Regions from separate parts of the Mus musculus genome. Here regions 1 and 3 are each linked to region 2. Evidence: chromatin contacts called from public promoter capture Hi-C data. All regions are on one chromosome and are shown on one strand. The core of a region is the stretch at or near the end of the contact, and the rest is flanking DNA. Distances in the headings are between cores, read along the strand shown.

Region 1 (4,615 bases), core at 629-3,128, 370 kb after region 2:
GTCTAAGTCAGCAGGCCCTAGAGCAGCAGTTTTCAACCTTCCTAACATCACGACCCTTTAAAACAGTTCCTCATGTTATGGTGACTCTCCCCAAACAATAAAATCATTTTCATTGCTACCTCGTAATTTTGCTAGCTTGATGAATTTCAGCATAAACATTCTTGGAAATAGAGGTTTGCCGCAGGGGTCGTTGGAACCACTGCCCTAGAGAGTATCTGAGTACTCATCTATACTGCAGCAGTAGCCGCAATAACCGAGCCATGAATCAAAGTCCATGGACAGACGAATGGATAAAGGAGGTGTCGTATAAATACACAATGATGCCTGCAGGAAAAAAACACTGAACTGGAGGCCATCTTGTTAAAGAGAATACACCAGATTCAGAAAGACAGATATTGCATGTTTTCTCTCCTACGCAAACTCCAGATTTGAAAAAACAAACAAACAAACATGGAAGTAGAAGAGGGTATTTAGGGAGAAGAAGGGGACCCGTAGAAATGGGGAGAAGATGAGAGAAGACGATTGTCTAGGTGCATGCAATGCTCACAGGAGAAAAATGACACAAAGGACTCATGATTTGGTGCAATTTATTTGAAGACAGTCCCACCCTGCACCCTGACTAGCCTGGAACTTGCTATGTAGACTAGGTTGTCCCTAAATGCACAGAGAGTCACCTACCTCTGTCTTCCAAATGAAGAGAGATTAAAGGTGTGCATCATTGTGTTCAAGAGTAAATTCTCTTTCTTTGAAATCAAAACTGTATCCATTCGCTTACAGCTACATTAATTCAAGTGTCATGGCACAGGCCTATAGTCCCAGCACCAGAAAAACCCCTTCGGTGGTCTAACTCAACATGCACTAACTAGAGCAGTGATTCTCAGCCTTCCTAGTGCTTTGACCCTTTAACACAGTTCCTCATGTTGTGGTGACCCCCAGCCATAAAATTATTTTTGTTGCTACTTTGTAATTGTAATTTTGCTACTGTTATGAATCGTGTTGTGATTTTTTTTTTTTTTTTTGGTTTTTTGAGACAGGGTTTCTCTGTATAGCCCTGGCTGTCCTGGAACTCACTTTGTAGACCAGGCTGGCCTCGAACTCAGAAATCTGCCTGCCTCTGCCTCCCGAGTGCTGGGATTAAAGGCATGCGCCACCACTGCCTGGCTGTGAATATTTTTGGAGGTAGACGCAGAGGTAGAAGGATCACTAGTTAGAGGGCCAGCCTTGGCTACATATGGAGCACCTCCCCCATCTCAAAACACAAGAAAGTGCTGTCAGCCCTCTATCTGTGGCCTTGTCTCCTGCCCCCTCTTCACCTTTCAGTCCTCAGCCATTTCTGACAGCACCTTCTCTCCCAGTTGCCACAAATCACCTTTTCATCAGTTGTGAATAGCAGACTTTTTTTTTATCCCTTCAGCAACCTGTTCCCACAATCATTTCTTCCCCCCAAAGCCTTCCCTCCCTTGCTGTAACACAATCACACATTGACAATCCAGCCTCATCAGACATTCTCCTGAGCAACCAGGGCTCTCCTGTCTTTCAAAGACCAGCGGGGCCCATCAGTGTGTCTGTCTTAAATACGACCAGTCCCTCAGTAGTCTAGAATTGTGCCTAGGTCGGGGCTTAAGAACTCAATATTTCTGCCACAAAAGCGCCACAACAATGGGGTGGTGGACAGATGACCCCTTGCTGGGTGGCCACTTCCTCTGGTTGCCTGAGCTCGCTCACCTGTGATCCAGAAGAGAAAGGGGACCAGCAATGACAAATGCATCTTCTCACACCGGGTCACCTTGGTGGAGCCTGCCAGCGAGAACAGGCTACATGCTCCACTCCTGCGTCTCCTGGTCCTGTGGTTTCCCTCACTCTCACTCGGCACTTCCTCCTTTAGCCACTTCCCGCTGGCATATAAAGCACCAAAAGAGGAAGGAGGTAGGGTGAGAGAAGTGTAACGCAAGAAGTCAGACTTGTGAAAAGGACTTTGAGAAACATCATGTCCTCAGCTCCAGACTGACTTCTGGAAAGAGAACAGGGGCTCCTGCTTTGAATGTGCAGGCTCGGTGCTTCTGGATTCCATCAGCTAGAGCAAGAGTTGCTGGAGCCCAGAAGGCCAGCGCTTCAATAGGTTGAAGGGTGCCAGAAGAGAGTCTCTAGAACAGAGACTGGAATGGAGGGAGCCGAGGGAGCTGAAGGGGTGTCAAAAGCCAGCCTCATCATGGGTGCCAAGCACAGCTGTAATCCAAGAATTTAAGAGGTAGAAACAGGGGAATTAAAAGTTTGACTTGAAACTGAGCTATGTGGTAAGGTCAAGGCTAGCCTGGGCTACATAGCCACACCTGTCTAAGAGGAGGGGAGGAAGTATTGCTCAGTGGCAGAGCTCTTGCCTAACATATGCAAGGTCTTGAGTCTGAGCCTCAGCACTCCCACTCATTACAAACTTACCAGGAGAGGGGCTCAGATATAATCAGGATAAATGAACAGGAATTAACATTACCCAGAAGGCTCTGCTTTGATGGCACTCTTTTTTTGTTGTTGTTTTGTTTGTTTGTTTGTTTGTTTGTTTTTTCAAGACAGGGCTTCTCTGTGTAGCCCTGGCTGTCCTGGAGCTCACACTGTAGACCAGGCTGTCCTCGAACTCAGAAATCCACCTGCCTCTGCCTCCCAAGTGCTGGGATTAAAGGCATGCTCCACCACTGCCTCTTATTGATCTGCCCCAGACTAATAGGTAATAGATATAGACTTAACCTGTATTCCCCAGAAATTTAGTGAATATCCCAGGACTACCTCCCCACTGCCCTCTGCAGAAAACCAGCTTGCTATTCATGACTTCTACCCCCGTTCCCACACCCTCCCTGCAGTAACCATTTGTCCAAATAAGAAAAGAAGGAAGGCCAGCCTTTATGGTCACTCCTCATCCTGACACTGTGGCTTCCATCTCACTCACACCCATTTTCAGGAAGTCCTTAAAATAGGGTCACTTTGGGTAGGAGCTATAGACACCCTGTGACACCTTTAATTGGTGGCGTCCTCAAGTCCTGGCTAGACTAACCATATGCAAGGAGGCACGTTGGAGGGCTATGTCCACAAGAAAACACCAGCTGCTGATAAGCCACAGCTTTTCCAGGATGTGGCCAGGGATGGCCACCTTCTTTACATACTTCTAGACCATAAAGGAAGGCCAACAAGGGTTTTCACTCACCACTGTTAATCAAACAGGTTTCTTCCCAGGGTTCCTCTTCCTCCTCCTCCGCACATGTAGAGTGCCTTTCAGAGAAGTGGTCAACAGGCTGAGGGAACCCTGAAAACCAAGGGGCCATGTTCATGGAAGGTCTAGGACCGACTTTTCCTTTCTTGAGCAGAGGTAGGAAAAAGAAAAAAGAAAAAGATAAAGAAAAAGAAAAAAAAAGAAAAGAGCACAGCTGTCTGACAGGAGCCTATGGCCAGCTCCTCTGATCCTGGTCCTCTCAAACTGGCCCATCCAAGATGGAGGGCCACCCTATGAATCAGGAACTTATTCCATCAGACTTATTCAAGCCACTGTGAGTTATAGCGAGATCGCCCCTTAAACAGGGGCTGTACTGGCTAGTTTTGTGTCAACTTGACACAGCTGGAGTTATCACAGAGAAAGGAGCTTCAGTTGAGGAAATGCCTCCATAAGATCCAGCTGTAAGGCATTTTCTCACTTAGTGATCAAGGGGGAAAGGCCCCTTGTGGGTGGGACCATCTCTGGGCTGGTAGTCTTGGTTCAATAAGAGAGCAGGCTGAGCAAGCCAGGTGAGGCAAGCCAGTAAGGAACATCCCTCCATGGCCTCTGCATCAGCTCCTGCTTTCTGGCCTGCTTGAGTTCCAGGCCTGACTTCCTTGGTGATGAACAGCAGTATGGAAGTGTAAGCTGAATAAACCCTTTCCTCCCCAACTTGCTTCTTGGTCATGATGTTTGTGCAGGAATAGATACCCTGACTAAGAAAAATTGGTACCAGCAGAGTGGGGTATTCCTGTGACAACCTGACCATGTTTTGGGGAGGACTGTGGAAGGACTTTGGAACTTTGGGCTTGAAGATCCATTCGTTGTTAAGAGCTCTGTCAGATGTTGTGAAGGAGCTTGGAAGATAATGTTGAGAACAGTGCAGAAGATGGAGGTCTGGTTTGTGAAATTTCAGAGGGAAAATTAAAGACTCTTTTCAGGGCCATTGCTGTTTTGATTGTGAAGATTCTGTGGATCTGGTTAGCTGGGGCTGAAGAATCAGCTGTGATTAACAAGATACCAGAACTACTAAAGCAAAAACTTTGCATTACTGGGACTATTGATGCTGGTTAGCTGGAGCTAAGAAATTAGCGGTGATTAAGAAGAGACCAGCATCATTGAGGTGACATCTTCTGGGAAGTGTTTTCTGAAAGCACAAAGAGGCTGTGTTCCAGAGATAGCCAAGGTTGTACTCCTGCTGCAGCGGGACTTGGTAATATGTAAGGGTCACCCAGGTGGTATTGGTTTTGAAGGCATGAAGGGGTCACGAAGAGCAGCTGAGGCTCGACACTGTGAGAGGCCATGGAAGGCCATTGGTGAAGGTGCAGCCTCAGTTGCAATTGAAGGCCCAGGACTGAAGGGGTCATGCAGTGTTTT
Region 2 (4,816 bases), core at 1,553-4,052:
ATAATGATATCTGACGCCCTCTTCTGGTGTGTCTGAAGTCAACTACAGGGTACTTATGGACTGGAGTGAACAGAGGTCCTAAAAATTCAGTTCTCAACAACCACACGAAGGCTCACAACCATCTGTACAGTATAGTGTACTCACATACATAAAATAAATAGGGAGCTGGAGAGATGGCTCAGTGGTTAAGAGCACCGACTGCTTTTCCGAAGGTCCTGAGTTCAAATCTCACAACCACATGGTGGCTCACAACCATCTGCAACAAGATCTGACTCCCTCTTCTGGAGTGTCTAAAGATAGCTACAGTGTACTTACATAGAATAAATAAATCTTTAAAAAGTAAAGTAAAATAAAATAAATAAATCTTTAAAACTACAACAACAAAATAAAAAAAATAACAAAAGAAGAAGAAAAGAGAAAAAAAGAGAACTAGCCAAAGCCCAAACCAATTGACCAGGGACATGGCATTCTTGGTGGCACACACTTTTAATCCCAGCACTTGGGAGGCAGAGGCAGGCAGATTTCTCAGTTCGAGGCCAGCCTGGTCTACAGAGTGAGTTCCAGGACAGCCAGGGCTATACAGAAAAACCCTGTCTCAAAAAACCAAACCAAAAAAAAAAAAAAAAAGTAAATTCAAGGGTCTAAAATGCCACCAGAGTGGAAAGTACTGGCATATATTTATAATTATATCAGTTGGGGAGTTGAGACAGGAAGGCTGTGAGTTTGAGGCTAGCCTGGGTTAACAGTCTCAATCCCCATCTCAAAATAAAATAAAAAGGCAGAAAACCCTCTGGGCTCATGGCCCCATTCTCTTTGCAGAATGACCCATTCGCAAACTGGCCAGCCTCAGAGAGTCAGGCAGTACCTGGGACCCCCTGCAGGAGACTTTGGTTTGTAGACTTGGCTTGGTTTATATATTTATCAAACCCAGGGTTGCCAGCTGCTTCCTGCCGCTGTTTATTAATAACTATGCCCAACACCCGCTCCTGGGGGAAGCCGGGGAAACCAGTCCCAAGGCACAGGCTGACATTGGGCTCTATCTCTGGGGACCTGCCAGGTGTCTGAGACAGCCTTAAGGGATGTGGGTACTTGCTTTTCCAGCGTCTTTCCTGGATTCTAACCCCATGGAGTCTCCTTCTCTGGTCTGTGCAAGAGCTCTGGGCTCTCAGCTTCAGTGGGACAGACAATGCAAAGGACAGATCACTACATTCAGGAAGAGTTCCAACACCATCCAGGTGACAGGCAGACAGGACAGGAAAACCAGGCTCTCAGTGGCTAGGCAGGTTTAAGGCAGAGCTAGGACTAGAATCCTGTTTTGCCCAGGCCTCCTGAGACGAGGAAAATTTCCACTGGGCTCCCTGAGTGTGTAATTGTTGTTACTGTTACCAAGAATGGAAATTGCAACTGTGTATCCATTGTTCCACCTGGCCACCTGGCCTCCTGTCCGGCTTTTTTACATCGCAAAGTGATCTCACCTGCGAAATTCACAATGGAGAACTGTGTAACCCACTTTTGGTTTTGTTTGTTTGTTTGTTTGTTTGTTTGTTTAATTTTCAAGAAACTCCCCCAACCCAGAAAAAACAAACAAACAAAAAAGCCAGGGGACGGTAGCACAGGCCTTTAATCCCAGCACTTGGGAGACAGAGTCAGGGGGATCTTGTGAGTTGGAAGCCAGGATGGTCTTTCAGAACAGCCAGGGCTACACAGAGAAAAAACTGTCTTAAAAAAAAATTCAAGAAACTTGTCATAAAAGAGTTATTTTTAATGATGTGTGTGTGTGTGTGTGAGAGAGAGAGAGAGAGAGAGAGAGAGAGTACCTCATGAACTGTCTCTCCAGCATTGCCGCCCCCATTCATACTTTAAAAAATTTACATTTATATATTATGCACATGTACTAGGGAGTCCATGTGGTGATCAGAGGACAACATTTGGGTGTCAGGTCTGGCCTTTTACACATGTGGGTCTCAGGAACTGAACTCAGGTAGTGAGCTTGCAAGCTCCCTGACAGGGCAAGCCATCTGGCGGACCCTCGGATTATTTTAAGTAAGCTTATGATTTTGTGTCGAGCCACATCCATAGCTAACCTAGGCCAAATGCAACCTGAGGGGACAGGTGGACTCTCCTGGGTGGTGCTACTCTGGCAGGCAGGCCAAATCCATTCATTCTGACTTCAGGCTTGGTTTGCTAGTGTGTCTATACACTTTACTTAGCCAGGTGCCAAAAGGGTGCAGGCCAGCTTTTCACCCACCTTCTCACTCCCTCATCCTCTCTTCCTCTGGACAATGGGTGCAGCTACCCACACCCTAGGCACTGGCCTCCACCGCTGCGAAGCCAGCATTACTCCTGGAAACTTGAGGCTGCTAGGCGCGCCCTGGAGACGCCCAGTAACAGTCAAGCGAGCAGCAGAAGATCGTAGCCACAGGCAAGGTTGCTTCTGCCCAGCTAGTCGCGTGCCAGGCCGGTGTCGGGAGCGCAGAAGACACAGCCAGGAGCCTCGAGCCTGGGCACGGGTGTGTGCGGAGGGGCCACCAAACGGACGCCGCTAGGCCGGGAGGAGGTCGAGACGCTCAGACCGGTGACCACTCGTACTGACAGAAAACCTCGGGACAAGCAGCAATAGCTGCAACAGAAGCGCAAGGGGGCCGGGGGTGTCCTGCGTGGAGGCGTCCTGCTCACCAAAGTTCAGGGGGCAGAGCGCAGAAGGCGGAGCGAGCATAGGGGGCGGGGCAGCACAGGGGGCGGGGCGGAGCCGGCCAGGCCCTCCTGGCCCCGCCTCCTGGTCAGCGCTCGGGCGGCAGGCGCGTTGTTGGTTTCGGGTTGTCAGGCAGCAGCGGAGGCGGAAGAGCGATCCGAGGAGGTGACCATAGTGGAGGTGCGTCTCAGCCATGCCAGCTGTCGCGGCCTGAGGCTCTTTACCTACCGCAATCATGAAGGACAGCGGTGACTCAAAGGACCAGCAACTCATGGTGAGACCCCTTATCAAGCTCCTGCTTGGTTCCCCTCCACCAAACCTGAGACTTGACAGCCTCAAACATAGTGACCACTGAGAGCAAGAGATGGGAGTCTGGGACTGTGCAGAACAACTACCCAAGTTCTCAGTGGCCAGAAGGGATGGTGGCACTTCCTGGGGTTAGGAAGTTAGCACCCCACTTCCCCTGCCCAAGTTCAGCCTTCTTTGGGCCAAGACTCAGAGGTCAAGACCCAAGAGAGGTCTCAACTATTGCCTGAGAAGGAAGCTGGGATTCTCTAGCGAATCAGAGGGCTTAAACCCAGCCAGGTCTTGCTTTAAAGGAAGATGGAGCCACAGATAGAAAGACAAAAGCCCCCGAAATAGGGGGAGCCAGCACCAAGTCTGAGGAGCAGTTAGTTATGGGCTGTGCCTCAGGCTCTGTCCAAATCAGGACTCCAGATACTTCAGAGAAATGCTAGAAGCCACCTGGATAGTCCCAGGGTCTACTGGCCTGGGAAGAATAGCCACATGGGAAGGAGTAAGGGTAGGTAGAGACCAAAGAGAGATTCTTGACTATCCGTGGTGGAAGCTGGAGCCACAAAGAGAAGCCTTGGTGCTACTCAGGTTGTAGGATAGGTGGAGATCTCTCCTCTCTCTTTCACAGCCTTCTTCCCAGTCCCTAGCCTTAACCTATGATCTGTGGAAATGGTCCTTCTGCCCCAGCAGGCAGAGCATCACTACCGAAATGCCCGAGAACCTGTTTCTGCACAGGGAAGCTTGGATTCAGCCCTAGGAGCCAGTTCCAGACTCGGTGGCACCCTCTCTGACAGTGAGAATGGCCTCTTTGAAAGAGTTTGCTCCAAGAATATTCATTGTCATTAGGGCAGGGACAAAGACCCTCCTTTCACCAAGGAGGCGTATCCAGGGAGGAGGCTGATAAAGGCAATAGGACAGTCTGTGTGGATGAAAGGAACTGAGGGTCCTTGAGGTCCACTCAGTATCCAGGCACCTCCTTTTGCTCAGCAGAAGAAATTCTCCCCAATCCCTGACTCTGGTTTTATTTTGGAGGGAGACATATCTATCTCTAAGTGGCCAGGAAATAGAGAACAGAGAAGCCCTTGGTAACACTTCCTGGGAGTGTTAGGATGCAGCCACAAGTTGCTGGAAGGACAAAGGGGAAGATTCTCATCCTATCCTCATTTCTACACCATTCTGTCCACAACCCCCCCCCCCCTTCCCAACAGTACCTCACTCTCAGATACAGACACGTGGCTCTGGTCCCCAAGGCTCCGGATTTCAGCCCAAGGGAGTGGCAAGTGTTTAATTTGGGCATGTGACTGAAGCAGCCTGTGTAGACAGTTCATCCCCTGGGGGCTCCCCCTGAGGTATACAGACTTTTGAAAAGAGACACTCAGACTCATCCAGACACCCTGTGGACCAGCTGCCCTCTGGCTCAGGCAATGCCCTAGACCCACAATGTTCTTCAGGACCAAGGAGATGCAGATGGTTGGATGCTGGAGAACACAACCCTGTTGGGAAAGGAATTCAAAGACCTTGTCATCCCTCCCTCCATGGCTACGTATGGTCCTCTTAACCCAGGGTTCTGGTCTTCCTCCCAGGTGGCACTTAGGGTCCGGCCCATCAGCGTGGCTGAGCTGGAGGAGGGAGCTACCCTCATCGCTCACAAGATGGACGAGCAGGTACTTGGGGCTGCAACCAGGAGCTGCAGGGTGGAGGCTGGCTCACCTTGCTCTGCATACACACCTGGGCGGGCTCTCCACAGCATCACCAAGAAAGAGGCTTTCTTCTCTCAGGAAGACTTCCTAGAGCAGACCAGGAAAAGCTATGAGCTTTTGGAGCCTGGGT
Region 3 (4,398 bases), core at 502-3,001, 300 kb after region 2:
CCTATGTCAGTCATTACAGCATTTTAACCCTACTCTCCAGACTGCCTGAAGATTCTATCATCATCATTGTAATCATCACATCATCATCTTCACCATCTTTACCGCTAACATCATTACCATCGCTACTACCACCATCGTCTTCACCATCACTACATCATCATCATGGTCATCGTCGTCGTCATCATCCTCATCATCACCTTTAGTCAAGGCAACTCAAGCCTCTAAGTATAATACAATGAATGCCTAAAGATCTAGATTTTATCTTGTTTTTGTTTGTTTGTTGTTTTGAGCCAGGCTCTCATGTAGCCAAAGCTGGCTTGGAACTATTTAGCTATTTTGCTGAGAGCCCTTCAGCTTCCTATGATGACCTAGATCATGAAGGCGCTGAGGGGGCTGCTGGGAGATGCTCCAGGCTCCTCTCACTTCACTCAGAAGAAAGCTGTTTGGGGGCCATCAAGATGGCTCAGTGGGCGCTTGCTGCGCAAACCCGGTTGTCATAGTTAGGTCCCTAGACTCACCCTAAAGGTGGAAGAAGAGAGCTGACTCTACAAAACTGGCCTCTGACCTCACATCACCACCCACCACCACACATACCACACGCTTACATCATAAAAAGGAAAAAGAAAACTACGTGTGGACAGAGTCACTCAGCTGGCCTCTTCCTTTAAGCCCTAACCACCACTGAAGAAAAAAATGCAGGTAGACATGGGGTAGCTTTTATGTTCTATGAGGGTCCAGCAGCAACAGCAACAGCAACAGCAACAGCAACAGCAACAGCAACAACAACAACAACAAAAACATAAAAAGTCACCTGCAAAGAAATACCCTCGAATTTTCATCCTAAACAGTTCCTGGAAAGAAAATGTGTTCTCCCTTTTTTTTTTTTTTTTTTGAGACAGGGGTCTCATTATATAGACCAGGCTGGCCTCGAACTCACAGAGATCCACCTGCATCTATCTCCCAAGTACTGGGATTAAAGTCATGCACGACCATACTTGGCCGAAGTATCTTTTACAGATTTTTTTTTTGGCAAGATCTCACTATGTAGCTGAGGCAAGCCTACAACCTCCTGCCTCAGCCTCCTGCATGCTGTGGTTACAGGCACCCACTGTCACAACTGGCTACTCTTTATTCCTTACAAACACTTCTAACCTCTTTAAACTTCAGCAAAAACAAGGTCACTGCTGACTTCTGCACGCTCCACGGTCTTTAAGATCTCTATCTACACTTTAGCATAAATCATTGCTTTTCTGCTCCACTGGCTGGTCCATCCTTCAAGACTGACTTCTGTGAAGACTCGATGAAGCCTCCATCCCTCTGAGGGCAGAGCGAGGAGCCCCTGCTGTAGTTGATATCTACAGGATCGGTCTGTATTGTAACAAGACTTATCCTGTAGCATAATCATTTGACTCCCTCATTCAAATAGGATTCCCCTTGACTGGGGGAAGTTACTTTATAGTTACAACATTTAGAACAGTCCAGGGTTGCAGTTGGTGCTTAGTAATGGTTTGTAGGACCCATAGATGGATGCTGGACTACACTGATAGATAAAGAGATGGGTGAATGCATGTATGTTCCCCCTGCCCCTAGGCCCCACCCCCACTTCTGACATCTGGATTCTGGCTTGAACCCAGGACTCCGACTCTACCCCCCTCCCCCCTGCAAAATTAGGTTTACAGATCCACCTCCCTACTCACCTTGGAAGCAGAGAAGGAGCAGACCTGCACATAGCCTCATCCTCCTGCCTCACTGGGTGCTGTCTCCAGAAAACTCCAGGTCGCTGCTGGAATCCAGATGTGTGTAACAGAGCCCAGGCAACCACCTTCTTGTTCAAGTTCTCTCCATGTGTTTTTTCTTATCTGCTTCCTTTGCACTCTGAGCTACTTCCTACTTTAACAAAAAAAAAAGGAAGATGAGTGAGAATCGCTTCAGAGAATGAACGGAGCAGATCCATTGCACGGGCCTGCACTCAATAAAAGCACGTTTGTCACAGCCTGACGCTTCAGGAAAGCCAGTTGCTGTGTGCAATAGCTTCAGCCCTTGTTTCTCCAGCTCCCTTTCCTGTCTAGTACACCTGCCTGATCCCCACTGCTTCCCTCTGCTATGGCTACTGACTTTGGGATCATAAGTGCCCCCCATTCAAAGAGCAGAGATGAGGGGGTCCTCTTTGTCTTTCTCAACCATTGTTTCTGCCCAGTTGATCTCAGGACTCTGCCACGGCACTCCGGTGGAGTCAGCCTGTCAGGCAGGGATGCCTAAAAGCTGCTCATGAGGAAAAAAGAGTTTCAAGGAAGCTCTCCTCCTGGAGTCTGGCGTTCTCTCTAACCTCTCTAACCCATACATTGTGAGGAGCGGGTGTGGCGGCAGTCCCAAAGGCGCCAGGGACTGCAGCTAAGTCGTATGACTTGCACCTGACTTCCTCATATAAGCCACAAACATCTTGAGAGCTGCGCAGGTGTACCAGGATACTGGTGAATCCATTTTGATGGAGATATGCCCCTGCTGCCCTGATTAGCTGAAGCTGCGTGCCTGGTGAGGTGGCGTGGCCTGCTGTGCGTGGATGGGAACTGAGAGTATAAAAGAGTGAGAGACCCAGAGTTCAAGGGAGATATAAACAAGGGAGATATAAACAAGGGAGATATAAACAAGGGAGATATAAACAAGGGAGATATAAACAAGGGAGATATAAACAAAGGGAGATATAAACAAGAAGAAACGGGACTGAATAAACGTGTGCAGAAGGATCCTGTGGCAGCGTTGTTCTTCGTGGCCAGTTGGGTGCACGCAAGAATACATTAATATTCCATTCCCGCGTTAGTCTAGTGTATGGATCCACGTGCTCTCTGTTAGTATTACCCTATTATAAGTGCCTTTTAAGATTGAATTCTGACATAGCTAAACCCAGTGTTCCAACATCCCAGAAAGCAGCAAGGAAGTTTAACCTATTCAGTAACTAATTAAGCATTACAATAAGACAGAGCCAGTGGCTCAACTGGTCACAGAAAGAGCCTGGGAATCTCACTGAGATAGAAATCTTTAGTACAGGCTACATTCCATACCTATAGCAAGTTGATTTACTCTCCTGACAAATGGAGATTCTCCAGACAAGATAAGAATTAGCAAGGCCTAGGAATTTAGGGGTCCGTGACACTACATTATTCTTGAGGCCTGCCAAGAGTAAAAAACCCCTGGTGCTATTAACACTAAAGTGTGAAATTCTTGCCTGTCACCTAGGCAGGGCTGCTAATCTCTATTGTAAACATTTATTTGGTTCCTGCAATTCCTTTCGCAGTCATTCCCTTGTATCTGGTAAATTTCAATGTACCTTGCCTGATGTGACTTGCAACCCCTGGTATTCTCTGTAATATAAAAAAGTCTGATGCTCGACCTGACAATACATTCAGATCCAACACAATCTCTCCTGTGTGCATCTGTTTGTCTATTCATCCGACGCTTTGCCCACCTGCCCGAGAGACCCATTCCACGCAGACACAGGGACCCAGAGGGTCTGCTGCAAGACCCCTCTTGCAACCCAGTGTCCCAACATCCCTCCAGACTCAGCGATTAACTTCCTGTGGTCAAGCTCTACCCAGTAATCAACTGGTGTTGTTTTCCTTCAGAGTCAAGGTCACCATCCAAGGTGTAGATTCCAGGGTCATGGAACTCAAACCCGTTACTATCTATTTGCAACATTATCTGTGTATCCACTGTGTTGTGTACACACAAGCCAAGGTGCTTGTGGGGACATTGGAGGACAACTTGTAGGGATCAGGTCTCTCCTTCTACCATATAGGGCTGGAGGATCAAACTCGGGTTGTCAAGCTTGGCAGCAAGCTCCTTTAACCATTGAGCCAGCCCTCACCCATTTCCATCATAAGCTGACAGTGAGCCCTGGAACATGTTGGGAAATCTTTCTTCGCTCCAGTTCCTTCATCTGTGGAGCAGAATAATCAGGACAATCTTTTGTTGACGGTGTTGCTTATTATTTATTATTCTTTGGCAATTTCTCCTGTATGTGCTGCATTTTATTTTCACTTGTATTATCCTCTCTCTACCTCTTCCCACTCCCACTAAATCCATTTTTTCTTCTCAACAGGTCACACCCCGCCCCTATTTTATTTGTCCAGACTCATTTACAGTTGCCTACATGGGCATGGGCACGGACACAGACAACTTCACTCTTACAAATGAATAATGATAATTCTCTTTTTAGGGGGTTTATTCCTTTTTTATTTTGACGTGTGGAAGTGTCTACCTGAATTCTTGTCTGTGCACTACATGCAAGCCTGGTGCCTGAAGAGGTCAGTGGACTCCTTGGAACTAGACAGCTGGGAGACTTCAGGTCTTTGCAACCAGAAAGTCAAGCCAGGGACGAGAAAGTCCTCAGCAACTAAGAGC

What was found. Promoter capture Hi-C pulls out the DNA fragments that hold promoters and counts their contacts. Capture Hi-C pulls out chosen DNA fragments and counts their contacts.
Region 1: a promoter capture Hi-C map of adipose tissue shows a contact between it and region 2. The contact joins the promoter of Cd300lf here to the promoter of Kif19a in region 2. A contact is called at or near these places in 4 of 39 promoter capture datasets (the 3T3-L1 cell line, 3T3-L1-derived adipocytes and embryonic stem cells), 1 of 484 Hi-C or Micro-C datasets (embryonic stem cells) and 2 of 9 other capture datasets (adipose tissue and pancreatic islet).
Region 3: a contact with region 2 is called in a promoter capture Hi-C map of the HPC-7 cell line. The contact joins the promoter of Cd300e here to the promoter of Kif19a in region 2. A contact is called at or near these places in 13 of 39 promoter capture datasets (the 3T3-L1 cell line, the C10 cell line, the HPC-7 cell line and 8 more), 1 of 484 Hi-C or Micro-C datasets (bone marrow-derived macrophages), 4 of 115 datasets of contacts at active chromatin or transcription factors (embryonic stem cells, extraembryonic endoderm stem cells, pancreatic cancer cells and 1 more) and 3 of 9 other capture datasets (adipose tissue, embryonic stem cells and liver).

Annotation. Positions count from the first base shown.
Region 1 is chr11:115,132,114-115,136,728 of GRCm38.p6, forward strand. Cd300lf (CD300 molecule like family member F) reads right to left here and starts at 1,879. Exons shown (of 7, transcript NM_001169153.1): 1 at 1,726-1,879. The coding sequence starts at 1,768. It also overlaps a transcript of Rab37 not described here.
Region 2 is chr11:114,762,587-114,767,402 of GRCm38.p6, forward strand. It overlaps Kif19a (kinesin family member 19A), which reads left to right and starts at 2,803. Exons shown (of 20, transcript NM_001102615.1): 1 at 2,803-2,966; 2 at 4,570-4,650. The coding sequence starts at 2,928.
Region 3 is chr11:115,060,288-115,064,685 of GRCm38.p6, forward strand. It overlaps Cd300e (CD300E molecule), which reads right to left and starts at 1,752. Exons shown (of 4, transcript NM_172050.3): 1 at 1,698-1,752. The coding sequence starts at 1,737.